Regions from separate parts of the Zea mays genome. Here region 2 is linked to region 1. A link is a contact called in public Hi-C data. All regions are on one chromosome and are shown on one strand. The core of a region is the stretch at or near the end of the contact, and the rest is flanking DNA. Distances in the headings are between cores, read along the strand shown.

Region 1 (7,708 bases), core at 2,862-5,361:
CCTAGATTGTAGCTTCGGTAAATAGCTTCGTGTTGTGTCTGCTTGCATATCATCCTGACGAAGGTGTTTTTGCTTGGAGGACCTTCGGTGAAGAAGAAGGCCCCCAACAGGTTCGGTCAAGCCTAAAATGCTTGCCTAGTCCTCATTGGAGTTAGCCACACCTTGGCTTGGAGTCTATTTCAACTCCTTCCTTCGTTTGCTCAGATCTGTCAATATGACAGATAGAGCCTTCCACTATGTTGATATCAGTTACAACGATGCCGTGGCTGCTTACAATCTTCTCGACAGCACTCCGGCAGAGTAACAATACGCTCAAGATTTTGCTCTAGCTCTCAGCAGCACTTCCCCTCTCTTTAAAGGCTTATAACTTCGCCTCTACACAAACTAGAGAGATACACAAGAGAGGGAGAGAAAGAATTGATCCAAATGATGTATGGACTTGTTGGCTACTCTTGTGTACTTGTTGGAGGTGCCTAGAGGTCCCTTTTATAGTCCCAAAGGGCCTAGGAGCCATTGGAGCTTCATTTGGAAGCTCCCAGCCTTCCCTGGTTGCGGGTGCACCGGACTGTCCGGTGCGCCACCAGACAGTGAACAGTAATGGATCTAATTGACAGTTTCCTTCTCTGGAAGAGCTAGCCGTTGGTGCACCGAACATGTTACTATTCACTGTTCTGTTCACCAGACAGGTTACTATTCACTGTCCTGTGCACCGGACAAAGTAACTATTCACTGTCTTGTGCACCGGACAGTTACTATTCACTGTCATGTGCACCGGACAACAACACACTAAGTGCTTTTTCCTCCATTCTTTCTCCGTTTGACTTCAACTTTTGGGAGGATTTTCCTGACACTTAAACAAACACATTTAGAGTATAATCCAATTGACTTAGTCCTAGAAACTTACCTCTTTCTTGTTCTTCTCCTAGCTTTTCTATTTCTCCTCAAGCAGAGCTCAGAATGGCACTTCCTATACAGAAAGAGTTAGAGAGCAAACCAAAGCACCAAACTTGTAGTAAGAGGTGTATGCAACATGGTTGAACACTCAAACCTTACATACTTAACCTTTTTCATTGTTTTACCCAATTTGGCATGTTTGAGGTTGATGTTGGACTCTAAACTATCAAGTCAACTTGACTTGATCTAGATTGACATATCTGAGCTCCAACCCCCTTGTTCACTTCTCGAGCTTGATCTTGAGCCTTATGACTTACACCACATAATTGTAGATGTTACCTCATTGGTTGTAAGTCATGTCCTTATATAGTGATCCTTGATGCACCATAACTCTTCTTAACTCGATCAACTTTGACTTTGCAAGTCTTCTTCTTCACCCCTGGCTTTGGGTTCCTGGTCTCCTTGGCCTTCTCCCGTGCACTCGGTACCTCGAAGCTTTTCTTGCCTCCATCCTTGGCTTGATCGGTTGTCTCTGAGTTACGCACACCGAGTCTCACTTAAGCAATGTTCATCTTACTTGTGATGTCCAATATCTATAGATAATCTAGTCTTTGGACCATCACACTTGTTCACTTGTGTTGAACCCTGTTAGCTTTGCATTAAGCACCTGTTCAACACTTAGCACACTTGTTAGTCTTTTAATTGGATTGTCATCCAAACCACCAAAATCCACAAGAGAGCTTTCAGTTTCTGATCGTGACACGTACATAGTTCACATTCGTTTTGTCTTCCAAAACTGGGTGTGACAACCGTGCTTCCCGCGACCACCATGTCCCGACACCACGGCTCAAGGAGGCGCGGCTTGGTCGTGACGATGTGGTGGGATGCCGATAGATCGACAGGAGCGATCGTCGGGGAGAGCCGTGTGACCTAGGGGCGAAGGGGTGATGCAGATCAGGTGGAGTGGCAACCACCATGGCATGGGGGCTTGCTTCCTGGGGCCACCATGCATGTCTCGGCACCATAGCCTAATGAAGAGTGGCATGCCTTGCGGTTGCCACGACGCAGAGGGACGTTGATAGATCAGCGAAGGCGACCATCTGGGAGAGCCATGTGGCTTGGCGGCGAAGGGACGACACGGATCGGTCGGTGGAGGCGTGGCGGTGAGATCTCTGATCTAGTAAAGCATGACGACGACCAACGATGACGAGGAACGACATGATCAAACTGATCTGTCGGGCATCCTATAGTGGCAACGATCGTGGAGGATCGGTGGGACCCGCGACACATCATTCAAGGGTGTTGCCTCTAGCGGAGATGGATCTCCCTAGGGGCAGCGGAAGTCGGAGGCCAAGGGATTCAAACTAAACTCGTGAGTCGTGATACCATGAATGAAGGAGGGATTGTGTATAATGCATGGGAATGGGATGGTGGGATGTATTGCATTGAGTCCCTAGCTTGAATATATAGGAGTAAATGGCTTGGAGATAAGGAAGGTTATCTCGGGATTGCAATGAATCTAATCAATCATAAACTAATCATATCAAGAGCTGCCTAATGTACTCTAACAGATAAGGAATGTTATTTCAGGATTGCAATCAATCCAATCGATTATAAACAAAACATATCAAGAGTTGCCTAATATACTCTAATAGATAAGGAATGTTATTTCGAGATTGCAATCAATCCAATCAATTATAAACCAACCATATCAAAAGTTGCCTAATATACTCTAGCACTCGGAATACATACGTGATGATTACAGAGATACTATTATATGCGACGAACTGCACAAGATCCCATAGCCACATACACATACATATGTATCCGAGATGATTACGGAACAACAAATGCTAGCTAACTATAGCCGGCAAATATACGTATACAAGAATGCGATGTGAGCCATGACAACTAAGCATGCCTTTCGTTTAGACTCCAGATCAACGAGACATCAAGGCGCTGGAGAATGGATGACAACGAACCTCTGTACCGATCATACACGCACGCACGCAGGCAGAGAGAAGAGAGCTGGGACTCGACCAGCTAGCTGGGCGTGCTCTCAGAAGAAGCCGCGGCGGCGCGGCGGGGGCAGGAGGAGGGCGACGAACGCCAGGACGACGACGGCGACGACGGCCAACGCTATGAGGATGTTCTCGTCGACGATGAGCAGGCACACCTTCTTCCCCATGGTCGCAGCACGGAGCCTGGTGGATGGCGATGCAGGCGGGCTAGTAGTATGGTATTGGTATCTACACGTCGTCCGTCGGCTTTGCTCACATGCCTGGATGGGGGAGTTTCCTTGTTGTAGGCTGTAGCTGCAGAGGTCTCTGTCTCTCTGGGTCTGGGTCAACTGCTCTACGGAAGCATTTTTTCTAGTGGAGCTTCGGGTCCGTCGCGGTGCCATGGACCTTCGTTCCACAGGGAATTACGTACGTATCAAATTTGGTATTCTGGCGTTGTCAGTGTGAATTGATGTTCTGGCTCATGGACTAGAGGTCGGTACAACGGCTACAAGTTGCAGCAGGGGTTTGAACTTTGAAGAGACCCGGTGCATCCTTGGTCACACACACACACCATTTGAATCATCAACTTGATAATGCACCAGTTGTACTTGTTTTTGTAATACAACTTTACATCCTTTAATCGACCTACATCTTTATCACCTGGCCTCACCAAACAAGAACCGTAGATTTCATTGAAGTAAAATGCAGTGAATTATGACTTGTGAGCTACTCACATGCCCCAAGGCCTCTTGTCAGTAAGCTTAAGGTTCAAAACTTCAGAGTCGTGTCTCGTCCGGGTTCGGTGATGGCTGCAGATAGGTCAAATAATACATTTTACTTCGACATACATCAGCCTTAAACAAAACCAGGCTCAATACACTCTTGGACGGCAATATGTGGTTCATCCAATAATTTACTAGGCGCCTAGCCTTCAGTCTAGACTAACAGTTTAATTTGGTAACTGCATCTTTCGAGTGCTCGTCTCTTCAAATTATGACCAACCACACCACCAAAGAAAAATATGATCTAAATCGCACAGCAAATTTCGGATGAAAAATTTCCAAGCCACAAACAGCGCAGACCTATAGCCTATAGGCAGGTCGTTCTCGAGGGCCAATTTCTCTTCTAAAAATGACAGCGAAAGCAGACGACACCACCACCACGACCCGCGTATCGGTTTTCTTTGTACAGTCGCTTTACAAGTCGTGACAGATACAGTGCATAAGGAAAAGTCTGTACCAAATCTTTGCAAGGAATAATAAAGACCACATGGATATGGGCCACATGGCGAGTCAAATGAGCCATGACGAAACATAAGGACAAAGTTTTCGTCTTACCATATTGACCATTGGTGCGATGCCTTCTTCTGCCAGTTAGGAGTGGACACGCATGCAGAGAAAAGTAAATCTGCACAAAATTTGCTGTCAAAGGCTGTAGAACTCGGAAAGTGCACAACTGAACTAAAGCAGGCAACAACAATCGACAAAATAGCCAGTTACCACGAATTTGCGCAAAATAAGATAGGAAAATGCTTCGAAATGGGCCACGTTATCACTATTGTAAAAAGTAAAAAAAAATACACAATAGTACCAAAGATTCAGGAGCTATGGGGAACTCTTTAACAGCTACATGGAACTTCACAGGAATTTATAAATGTACACATGAAATTGGACTACAGTATTCTCAATAAAATTACAGGTACTACAGAATTACATGAAACTGAGGTAATTGCCAACCAAAATTGGCGGGGGAACGAAGTGTTCTTTTGCTTCTAGCCACCTTCAAGGTATTGTTCAAAAGCGCCATATACAGCAGCCCCGAAATGCACATAAATGATAGCATAAAACACCCTCGCACCCTGCACATCTACGAGCGGAAAGTGTCACTTGGCCATTGAGGCAACTGAGATCAGCCACTGATGTAAAGTACCTTCACTTGATGACGTCCTGCTCACTTGCTCAGCTCATCATGTACATGGTGCACGAAGGATGAAGGAATACATGCGCATCCTTGAACAATAGCAGCCAACCTGCCTCCTTGGCCAAGTTGCACCTTCAACCACAGCGAGGTAAGCGCTGCAGTTCGGCGCTCAAATAAGAAGCAGCATCAGCAAGAAGGCTATCATTGGAGCCCTTGAAAACTGAAACAAGTGCTTCAACTCGCATCAAAGCTGGCACTGATATTGACAGGATCATTCCCTGGGCTAAGTATTGTCTGCATGAGAAGGCTAGGCCATATAATAAGCGAATCAGACATCGGTGGCTGTCATGCTTCAGCAAGTCCATGACAGTGCTTAATTTAGGAAGACTTGTCAACAAGCCCACTGTAGCCTCTCGAGGTGCTGCCTTGAGCAACAACACTACACAATCTGATGCTAAATCACTTATCTGCGGATCTGAATTGCCAACTAGCTCAAGAAAAATACCCATGTTGCCACCGAAGTCACATATATCCATGACACAAGTTTGTTGATCAACAGCAATACTCATGCTGAAGGCACTGTCAAGAAGAAGTGCCGGGTTTTTGGAGAGGGCGACACTTCTGTTGCTGCCAGTGCCACGAATAATAAAAGCTCTGCAAAGTTCCAGGGTTGGTTCAAGAAAATCGTCCATGTCTTTTGCAGCAACAAACTCGAGTAGGTTCCCTATTCTTCTAACAACTTGAAGCTGAGAAAGAATATAGGTGTCCATCTCAGGTGCAGATACCAGGGCAAAGCAAAGCTTGACATTGCTTACATTTGCATTTGAAAGATCTCCTAGCAAAAATTCAAAGCACTGGGATACTGTTGCTTTGTGCAGAATATCAGAGACTTTTACACAACCATGTTCCATTAGCATTACTAGCAGTTTTTGTGCATATATGGGTATGGGATCTTCATCCTCTGCAAAAGAAGGGTACAGTGGTAGAAAATGCCTCTGAGAGATTGATTTCAGATCAGTTATTGTTTGTTCGTCAGAAGTTAATGAAGAATCACTGAAGATCACAATCATAACATCTGCGAGTATCTTCAAACAAAGAAATCTGGCATCACCATCTTTATTGCCCTTGTATAAGACAGATAAGCTTGGAATGATACGACTCATGAATACTGTGTGTTCATTAAGTATAACAGAAGGCTCCTCTGTAGCAGCCTCAAGAACTCGCAACAATGTCATTTGGAAATCATCCCTAGCCTGAAAGTGCAACATGGGCATAAATAATCCCTCAAGGCAAGAACTTTTCAACAAATAGATCATGTGATACAAAACATTGAAAAGGCAAGGAAGCACCAAAGTTGCAGTTGTATAATGAACAAAATCTCAACATACTCTCATCTCATCAGGATGAAACATCCATAAAGTTCACAAAAAATCATACCTGAAACGGTGCCTCCAAAATCTTAATAAGATTTGCCAACTGAAGCAATACATGGCCTGTCACAACTCTATGCTTGAAGGATGCACTTCCCAGAAGATGAAGAATAACAGGGAACAGATGAATTGTGCTCTTTGGATGAGCTCGCCCAGCTAAAGCAGTAACAGGTCCATGGCGTTTGCCAACCATAACCTGTTGTATATCACTGGAGACAGTGTCAAGAATACCAGGGACCAAGGAAGCAACCAACTGCACAAATGCTTCTGTACATTGATGAATAAAACCCTCCTTCTCTTTTCCCAGTCTATCAACAGCTGAGATTAATTTTGCATTGCAAAAGAAATGAGGAAGCCACCTTCGACTATTCTTGCAAAGCAGAGCAACAAACAAAAGGGTCTTCCCACGTAGAACATCAGTTCCCTGTTCTATTAGAGAAATGAGCCCGGGGACCAATTGTTTGTCATCTGATAATGAAAGAATATACCGGTTCATGCTTGTCACAGTGTGACTATTAACTAATGCCGAATTGAGAATATTAAGACTAATCTGCTGTTCACGTGTATTTCCCTTGATAAGTGTGCATGCTATATCCTTGAATGATATCTTTTCCAATATTAAATGAATGCATGATGGACTGAAGCGAGAGAGACGGGCCAAACAAGATCCTGCAATGAGCCTCGTACTCTCCTGCTTTCCAGTTGCTTTATAGATGTAGCACAGATGTCCAATCGCATCCTGAGATGCAAAACGGGATGTCCATTCAGTTCCTTGGCTACATATATTATCGACTGTCCGTAAGGCATATAGCTGAGCTAGATCATCTTCTCCCTTTCGCAAGATAGATGACACCAGTGCAATTACAGCACTAGGAACCTGTAAAGTTTAAATCAAGAATTGGCTCATTTGAAATTAAAGGATTGTCCATAAGGCATATGTACTCAAGCAGTCAAACTACAGTAGGCAAAATACTTGTGCAGTTGCTTCATAGAAAATTAGCATGCGCAGAGGTATAGAGCACTCTGTCACTATGCCGTTAAACAGCTGATAATAAATGACCTCACAAAACCAAGAATCATCGCATTCAAAGGAATCAGGTTAGCATTAAAAGAGCAAAATACTAATTGACACCTATATGCATATTATACCACAACCTATAGGTATATTAATCATGAACACTGCAAAGAAAATACTATAAAATCTGTTCTTGGCTAAGATGGCAACATAGCTTGTACAGCTTAATTAGTTATAATCCTCTAGAACAATTAACAAACAAGAGTTCTACAGAACACCAAAAAGTTAACACTTACACATGAATAATGGCAAGAGCATGTCTAAAATACAACAAACACATGTGTTCTACATCAACGCACTTTGAATGTACGTGCAACTATGCACCAGAACTAGTACCAATTATTAGATATTACTATCACCCAGTACTTTACTAAGGTAATGTATCA
Region 2 (7,708 bases), core at 2,878-5,377, 39 kb before region 1:
GTATGTGTCTAAATTTGTAATCATTCATTTTAATATATAGACATAAAAATCAAGAGCTACAACGACTAATATTTTGGAACGAGGGAGTACTAAACTCGATAGTCACCCATTTGGATAGAATATCATGGACACAATGGTTCCTGTAGACTATTGGCCAAATTATCTTCATTTTTTATAAACAGTGTATGCATTTCTTAGTTCCTATAGTGGTGAGGCGTGGATTGGTAGTCTTGATCTGTCCAGATTTGCTAAAAGTAAATTAATTCATCACTGGAAATATGGTAACTTCACAAGAAGCATTACTGAATTAGACCTGTCAATAAATATATACCAAGCTATGGATGCTCACCGGACGAAGTGGAAGGCATAGATGGCTGAACATGTAATTGGACTTAGGAGTGCTCCAATCTCGAGGATGGTTATATTTACACGTAGTTCCAAATTTGCAATCGCCAGTCCTCATATAATATTGACACTCAGGCTGCCCTGGTCGCTCAGGAAATCCATGTTCTTGATGATTATTGCTCGATTGTCCAGCTGAGGAAGAATATGGCAAGTATGTACCACCATAAGCAATTGCGGTGGAAGATCCATGGTGTCCTATACCATATAATGGTCCAGCTTGAACAGTTTGTTGTGCTCCACCTGATGCCACAGGATTTACCGATGCCTGCATCAAACAGAAGAGTTAAATTTTTGGGGAGAATAGTACCTTGCTCTTTTAGTTAACAAAATAGTTTGCTCCCTATTATTTATCAAACAAGTCATCTTTATTGCCCTATATTATTTATTTTCTTGACAATGCCAAGAAATTTCAGGTAAGACATACTTGAATGTCTTTTAGATCTTGCTAGATAATGATCAACTGAGAATCCTAGACTAGCTCATGAAAGAGCTTGCTCATTTGCTTTATATCTTGGTAGAAGCTTGTTGGTAGGAACCTTTCCTTCTATCAAAATAAAGCATTTTGTCCAAATTATTTACCGGATAAGGGCTCCATCCTTGCAATGGAACCATTCCAGATGAGATCATCATTGGAGTGTATGAGCCTGGTATATATGATCCAGGAACTGCAGGTGATCTTCCCATTTGCCAATTTGGAGCATATGTATGAGGGGAGGGCACAGAAGGTGATTGTAATGGTGGATATATTCCAGGGGTCACCGGAATACCACCAAATTCTGGATGATGAAATTTACATGTAGAACCAAACTTGCATTGCCCAGTCTTCATATAGTAGGAGCATTCTTTCTCACCCTGCACTTCATTAATGTCAATTATTTTTTCCAATAATACTTAAAAAATCCAAGAAACACAATCATAGGAGAATTCTCATACCAGGCGTAGAGGGAATCCATTGTTGTTTAATATAACAGACTGCACAGATCCATCTTGCTTAGGATGGTGATATTTGCAATTGGAACCAAATTTACAAGTTCCAGTCTTCAAATAATACTATAGAAAAATAAAAGAACAGATGGTAAAGCACCAACAGTTAACAAGTCAGGCATGAATCTTTACATTCCTTTATATTTATGCACCCTGCATCTCATGGACAAGCTACACTGGGAGCATGCAAATAGTGTGCAGGAGTTGCCAGGTTAATGCTTCAATGTCTGATTGATAACCAGATTTCTAGAAAGATAGTTAAACTCATGTGTGAAGGTGTTAATGTACCTCGCATACAGGTTGGCCCTGTCGTTCTGGAAAGTCTTGTGCTGCGCCATTCTTGGCACCTCCACCAAACTAAAATTTTTGAAATAGGTTTTAAGAAGAAACTATTTATCAGCTTGGCGTTTCAGGAGAATTTTGTGAAGCCATTTGCTACGAATCTATTAGAAAACATTAGCAATTGGCAGCTAGAGATTTGGTTGCAGCAGACCTCAGATATCCTAAATCATTTAGGATCAGAAAAATGGGATCAGATCATCAGAAGCAGACTTGCAGGTGTTAACAGTAAATAATGAGTAATAGCAACACTCGAAGTTGTGATCATTTGCAAGCATTACAGGTCATAAAACATATAATTTGAAAAAAAAAACACTCGGGGTTAAAATATAACTTGCAGCTACCAAGTATAGCAGCATTTTGTTAATATAAGTCTTGGATACAAAGATGACCGCCTCTACTTTTCACAGGAACAAAAAATTGCAAACTTTTCCTAAAAACTACAAAATGGGGGAAGAAAAGGCACTCCCTATGTTCCAAATTATAAATCATTTCAATTTTTTTGAGACTCAAAGCATCTCAAGTTTGACGAGAATTACAAAGATTTATGATCTCAAATAGGTATACTATGAAAATTTAACTAATGCAGAATCTAATGCTACATATTTGGTATTATAAATATTACAGCGAATTTTAGGCTATGGTTAAAAAGATCCCCTCATCTGTCCCACGCCAAAGCACAGGCCTAAGGCTCGATCCCGGTCGCGGTCGTTTCTCACATGGGCTACGGTGCCGTTGTGTATGGGTAGGGCAGGGGTTTGGGGGTTTTCTCGACCTGTGTGGAAGGTCTTCTTCTTAATATAATGTCCGGGCTGTCTTACCCCCCCCCCCCCCCCCCCCGCAGGTAGAGTTTTTTTAAAAAATATTACTCCCTCCGGCCATCAATGTTAGACGTTCTAGCCTTATTCACATGCCCATGAGCGTTTTTCACTATGGGTTTTGAGCCCGTATTCACTTCCTCCATTCCATTTCCAATTCCCCACACCACCACATGAAGCCAAGCGACCATCGCTCCTCTCGCCAGAAGTTTGCTGCAGGGTTGTGCCGCTTGGATACCGCTGCTATTGATTGAAATTAGCATTAATTGGAATTACTTCAGCCTTGTAATCAAACAAATAACCAGGGTACATGTGTCTTTTACCACTACTCCGAAGTCCTAACTTGTCTTAGAATTGCAAGAATGTCCAACGTTGATGGACAGAGGGAGTATTATTTTATTATATAAATTTGGTTGAACTTGATATGCTTTGACTCTCCAAGAAAGTTGGATTGGCTTTTAGAAGTAAGTTTTTGTGTTGCGTCATGGCTTGTCAGGAACTCAGGATCACCATGACAACATCTAAAATGGAAAACAGGGGCTGAGCAATTGGCTTTCTACATATGCATTTATTTGGAAGCCAATAAATACAAACTAGTAGTAAATTTGAAGCAAACAAGAAAGAGAAAGGATTGTGTCTCAACCATAAAAGGAAGGAACCTCAGTAGTGCAGTTTCGAGTGAGGCAGATCAAAACTTTGACGCTGTCATCCGATGTCAAATAACAACAAGACACCATGGAGAAATCCACAAAGAGCAGTGTGCATAATCCGCTCTGGACGAACCACATTACCCAAATCGCTAGTTTCTGCGGTTGCGGTCTGATCCTCACAGGTTTCAAACGGTAACTATCTCAATTCACCGGCAGCAGCGTGTCGGACGCGGACACGGATCAGATCGGGGAAGATTGAGAAAGCAAGAGAGCGGGAAGCAGAGGCTGGAGAAAATCGTCCGCCCGCGCGCACCTCAGTGCCGCCACGATCGCGGGGATGGTTGTAGCGGCAACGCTCCCCGAAGCCGCAGGCGCCCGTGCGGAGGTAGTAGCCACAGTCCGCCTCGCCAGGCCGCTCTGGTAGCCGTGCGTTCGCCTCCTGCCCCGCCCCCAGCTCCCCGTCCTCCCCTTCCCCACCGCCGTCCAGCCCCCGCCTAAGCACCGGCCCTGCAAAAGCCACGCGTTCTCGTACCACGCGGTTACATCGGGAAGCCACCAGAGATCCGCGCGGCCGTACGCCCGGCCGGAGATCTGAACGAAACAAAAAAAAAACGTTAAGCAGGCAGCACCTTCGAGGCCGGTGCCCGGGCTTGCGGTGCCGCCCTCTCCTCCTGCTGCTACAGCGGCGACGGCCTGCTCGGCGTGCGGCGGCTCCATGGCGTCGCGGCGTCGCGGGGGCGGGGAGGGAACAGGGAAGCTCGGCGATCGGTCGGGCGATCGGAGTGGGAGGAGGAGATCGGGGGGCCTGGGTTTTTCTCTCCCTCCCGTTTCCTTTCCTTCCACCACTGTGGTGTGGGGCAGGACACTATTTCCTTCCTCTCTCTTGTCTTTGTCTAGCTATTTTTCCGCTGCCTCTGTCTCGCGCTGTCTCGCGCTTTCGCTCGCGTCGCCCGTGCGCCTGTCCGGAATAGTATTTACACGGGGTAGGTGTTCGTGTTCGTTTCACTTTTCTATTTATTTTTTAACGAGATGTTTGTTTTTTTTTTCTTTGCTTCAGTTCCTTTGCTGCTGGACCACGCTGGGCGGACCCACGTTATGTCCACTGGAGACATGGCCCCACTCATTTTTTTTGTTTACTGCATTTTTATCTTATTTATTATAACTACAAAGATTTGTTAAGACATGTTCGGTTAGTCATGGATTAAGAGAAATTTGATATGATAAAATCTCCTCCTATTTAAATTTAAATAAAAGCTGATTTAATCTACTTCAATCCAGTTAGAGATGACAATGAGTCGGATCGAATCGAGTGAAGCAAAAACCCGTCCGCGATCTCACAAATAAAGTCTATGTAAGACCGCCCGTGGTCGCACCCTTGAGTGCAATTCCAAATTCGGACTCGAACCAGTCGGTTTTGGCTCACTCACGGGGTTTTACTTAGTATATCCTTTTAAACAATAATTAAGCTATAATCAATTAAGTACTTACAATAATTAAGTTATATCTATGTATTTTAAGTCTTCTCACGTTGAGCAATAAAACAGTTTATAAATCATTGTCCAGATTATTTGTCCAAAATAATTACTATTATATTTTAACCATTTTTACGTAAAATAAAGAATGAACCAAATTTCGGATCGGGTGCGGGTCCCCCGTGGATTGAAATATAAACCCACACCCGCAAAATTTTAGGTCGGGTGCGAGTTGCACCCGCAGGTCAAAATCTTCACCTGTACCTACACCCGTTAGGTTGGGTACCTGTCAGGTTTTGATTTTACGAGTTAAATCGAACAAGCTCTTAATTAGCGTCTCTCTATTAGGCTCCCACTTAAATGTTAGACCTTCACTTATATTTTTTTTGGCTGCGTTGAGATAGCTTGGTTGTCACTAACGCTGCTTGTTGAGTCGTTTCTATGGCTTTTTTTAACATGTTGAGTATTTAAGACCCTTTGGTATAATGGTATAGCTCTTTTAAGGGCTCTTTTAATTGTTTCTTCACACAATCTACCAAACGCTTCGATGACTTCTCCATCAAAATAGGAAAGAGACGTTCATAGACACGAACGAAGCTAGGAGCCCAAGCTAGGAGCCCAAAAATGAGCCTTTTCTGGTTCTCTCCTCTTCGTTCTCGCTTCCAAAAAATAGGAGTTGCTTTTCAAACAAAATAGGATGCTACTTCACAGACTTCTCCTAAACACAAGAAAGTGTTGGCGCCAATCTAGACAGCGCCAAACATTAGGGGTGTAACGCCTGACAGTGTCCTCTGCGGCGGCACGGATGGTCCGCGGCTCTAGGCCGGACGGTCCACGATCTGGGCGCAGGAGTGACGTTTTCCTTGCGTCGCACCGGACGATCCGCGCACAGGGCCGGACGGTTCACGATGACGCAGGGTCGTCTTCCTCCTCCTCGCTGGAACCTACATCTCGCCGCTTGGTGGAAGAGATCTTAAGGCGTCCTGGATCGATAGGTCACTCGAGGCGTCCTTAGACGACGTGGGATCGCCTAAGAATTAAGAGATCAATTCGTGGAAGAGGCCTTGGGTGGATAAATAGATCTTGCCTCCCGGGAGGGGTAAGATCCTAGGGTCGTCTTGGAGTCGGCAGGCCACTCAAGATGGATCTAGACGACGTAGAGTCGAATAGGGGTGGAGGTGGATATGCGAAAGGCTATAACTAGAATTTCGCTATATCTACTCCTAGGACAGAAATGATAAAGAAAGTAATTGGTTTGATTGGAATGTGTTTGGGGTTCTCAATCGGTCGTACCCCTTTATATTTATAGGGGATGAGGTCTAGATCTATTTCTAGGAGATAGGCAACAACTCCCACGTGATTAGATGGATAACCACGCATGAGATAAAGATAATCATCTGAGTTGATCTGATCGTGGGGTCGTGGACCGTCTGGGCCCTAGGGCTGTCACTTTTGGTGCTCAACAGAAAGAAACTATTTTTTCAGATGAGCTAGAACTAGAATTGGTAACTGGTAACACAATATCCCTACAAAGAGGGGCTAAGTTTTATACGTAGTTGGTTTTATTTTCGCCAAAGAAGTGATATGTGTTATCTCTTCCAACGCCGCATGAAATGCATTGGTACATTTTTTTCCCTTTTGCATAAGAGCAGTTTTATACGTAATTGGTTTCATTTTCGCCAAGAAGTGATATGTGTTATCTCTTTGACAGTTCCACGCCGCATGAAAATGCATTGGTCCTTTTTTTCCCTTTTGCATAAGAGCATAGACGGGATAAATTAGGGGTTTTTTGTTTGCGGTTATAATCTTAAAATTTTATAATCTAAATTATTTTAAATTAAACTTTAGTATAAAATAAATTAAATTATATAATCTAGATGGATAATCTCAATCAAACCTACCTTTAAACATCTGTGCATGCACACTTCTTTAATAAATGTATGTATATTTTACCTCTTGTATATTATCATAAGTGTCTGAGTTGTCCACAAATCTCTTAGGGTTAGAGGAAATGCTCATATCTCGTCGGATTGCTTGGTTCATGGTCAGTTTGCCTCGGCTCGAATCGGCTCGTTTGAATTTTTTCACGAACTGAGCTGACATCCTAGCTCGGTTCATTAACGAGCTAGCTCGCGATAGCAAAATAGAACCATATACATATCATTTATGTAACAATTGATAAACATTATATATATATATAGTGTCTATGACCTATGAGTTAAATTAATGATTGATGAACTATGTTTATGTTAAATTGGTCTAATATAACTTTGGGTTAAATTGATGAACATGTATGTTAATTGTGAATTCATGGTGATGAGTTGTGTTAATTTGGTGTTACATTGATATGGTCTGTGAAACTATGAATATCTATACTATATTAAAGCATCAGTTTCAACGTCGTCCAGCACCATCTTTTTACAAATAACCCCTCACATCTATTTCAAATTAACCCGTTGCACGCTCGTCCCCTCCGCGCAACCAACCTCTACGGCCCAAAACACACCTCCCGCCGACCTGCTGACTGTGTCAGGCCGGACCGTTAGCCCGTCGGGCAATTTGGTTAAATCAGAGTAAAATGTTAAAAAAGCGATGCAAGAGGTGGGATTCGAACCCACGCCCTGATGGAAGAAGGGCGGGAGACACTAGGTGAAGTCATCTAACCAGTAGAATATCATGCTCAGAATTTTTTAATAAGCTGGCGAAGGAAAGTCTTGCGAAAAAGCCAACATCACCTATGCCCGAGGCATCCTCTCAAGATGATTTAGAATATATTGTTCGACATGCTTCGAGGAAACAACTATCAGAAGAGCAAATTGCCGAAGCACAACATTATGCAAAGGACCTGAAATACTCCCGAGGGTCCTTGATATATGGAGGAAACGACGAAGATGGCTTCCTTTACTATCTACCAGACAGCAAGGAGATAAATGTCTATCGGGAGATGATGGACAACATGGGATATCCGAAGCTTGAGCTTGGCCTATCTGCAATAACAAAGGACCAACTTGCAGACAACTTTGATTGTAACGGCTTGAAG

Evidence for each region. Hi-C and Micro-C count contacts between places; a contact is called where the count stands out from the background.
Region 2: a contact with region 1 is called in a Hi-C map of leaf, with 4 times the contacts expected there. The contact joins the promoter of LOC100284111 here to the enhancer-like site in region 1. A contact is called at or near these places in 12 of 25 Hi-C or Micro-C datasets (bundle sheath, ear, endosperm and 4 more) and 1 of 3 datasets of contacts at active chromatin or transcription factors (seedling).

Annotation. Positions count from the first base shown.
Region 1 is chr8:5,220,849-5,228,556 of Zm-B73-REFERENCE-NAM-5.0, reverse strand. It overlaps LOC103634684 (serine/threonine-protein kinase RUNKEL), which reads right to left. Exons shown (of 12, transcript XM_035961589.1): 9 at 6,255-7,124; 10 at 4,827-6,070; 11 at 4,235-4,304; 12 at 2,590-3,706. The coding sequence ends at 4,952. Among protein-coding and RNA genes, the nearest start is that of LOC103634684, 17 kb to the right of the region's middle. Within about 2 kb of position 4,111, at least 11 of the 20 cell types and tissues checked have an H3K27ac peak or open chromatin away from gene starts, as enhancers often do. A contact at or near this core is called in bundle sheath, leaf and leaf mesophyll, where this site is marked.
Region 2 is chr8:5,259,576-5,267,283 of Zm-B73-REFERENCE-NAM-5.0, reverse strand. It overlaps LOC100284111, which reads right to left and starts at 4,127. Exons shown (of 8, transcript NM_001412744.1): 1 at 3,826-4,127; 2 at 3,510-3,703; 3 at 1,678-1,746; 4 at 1,339-1,455; 5 at 985-1,257; 6 at 350-670. The coding sequence starts at 3,913.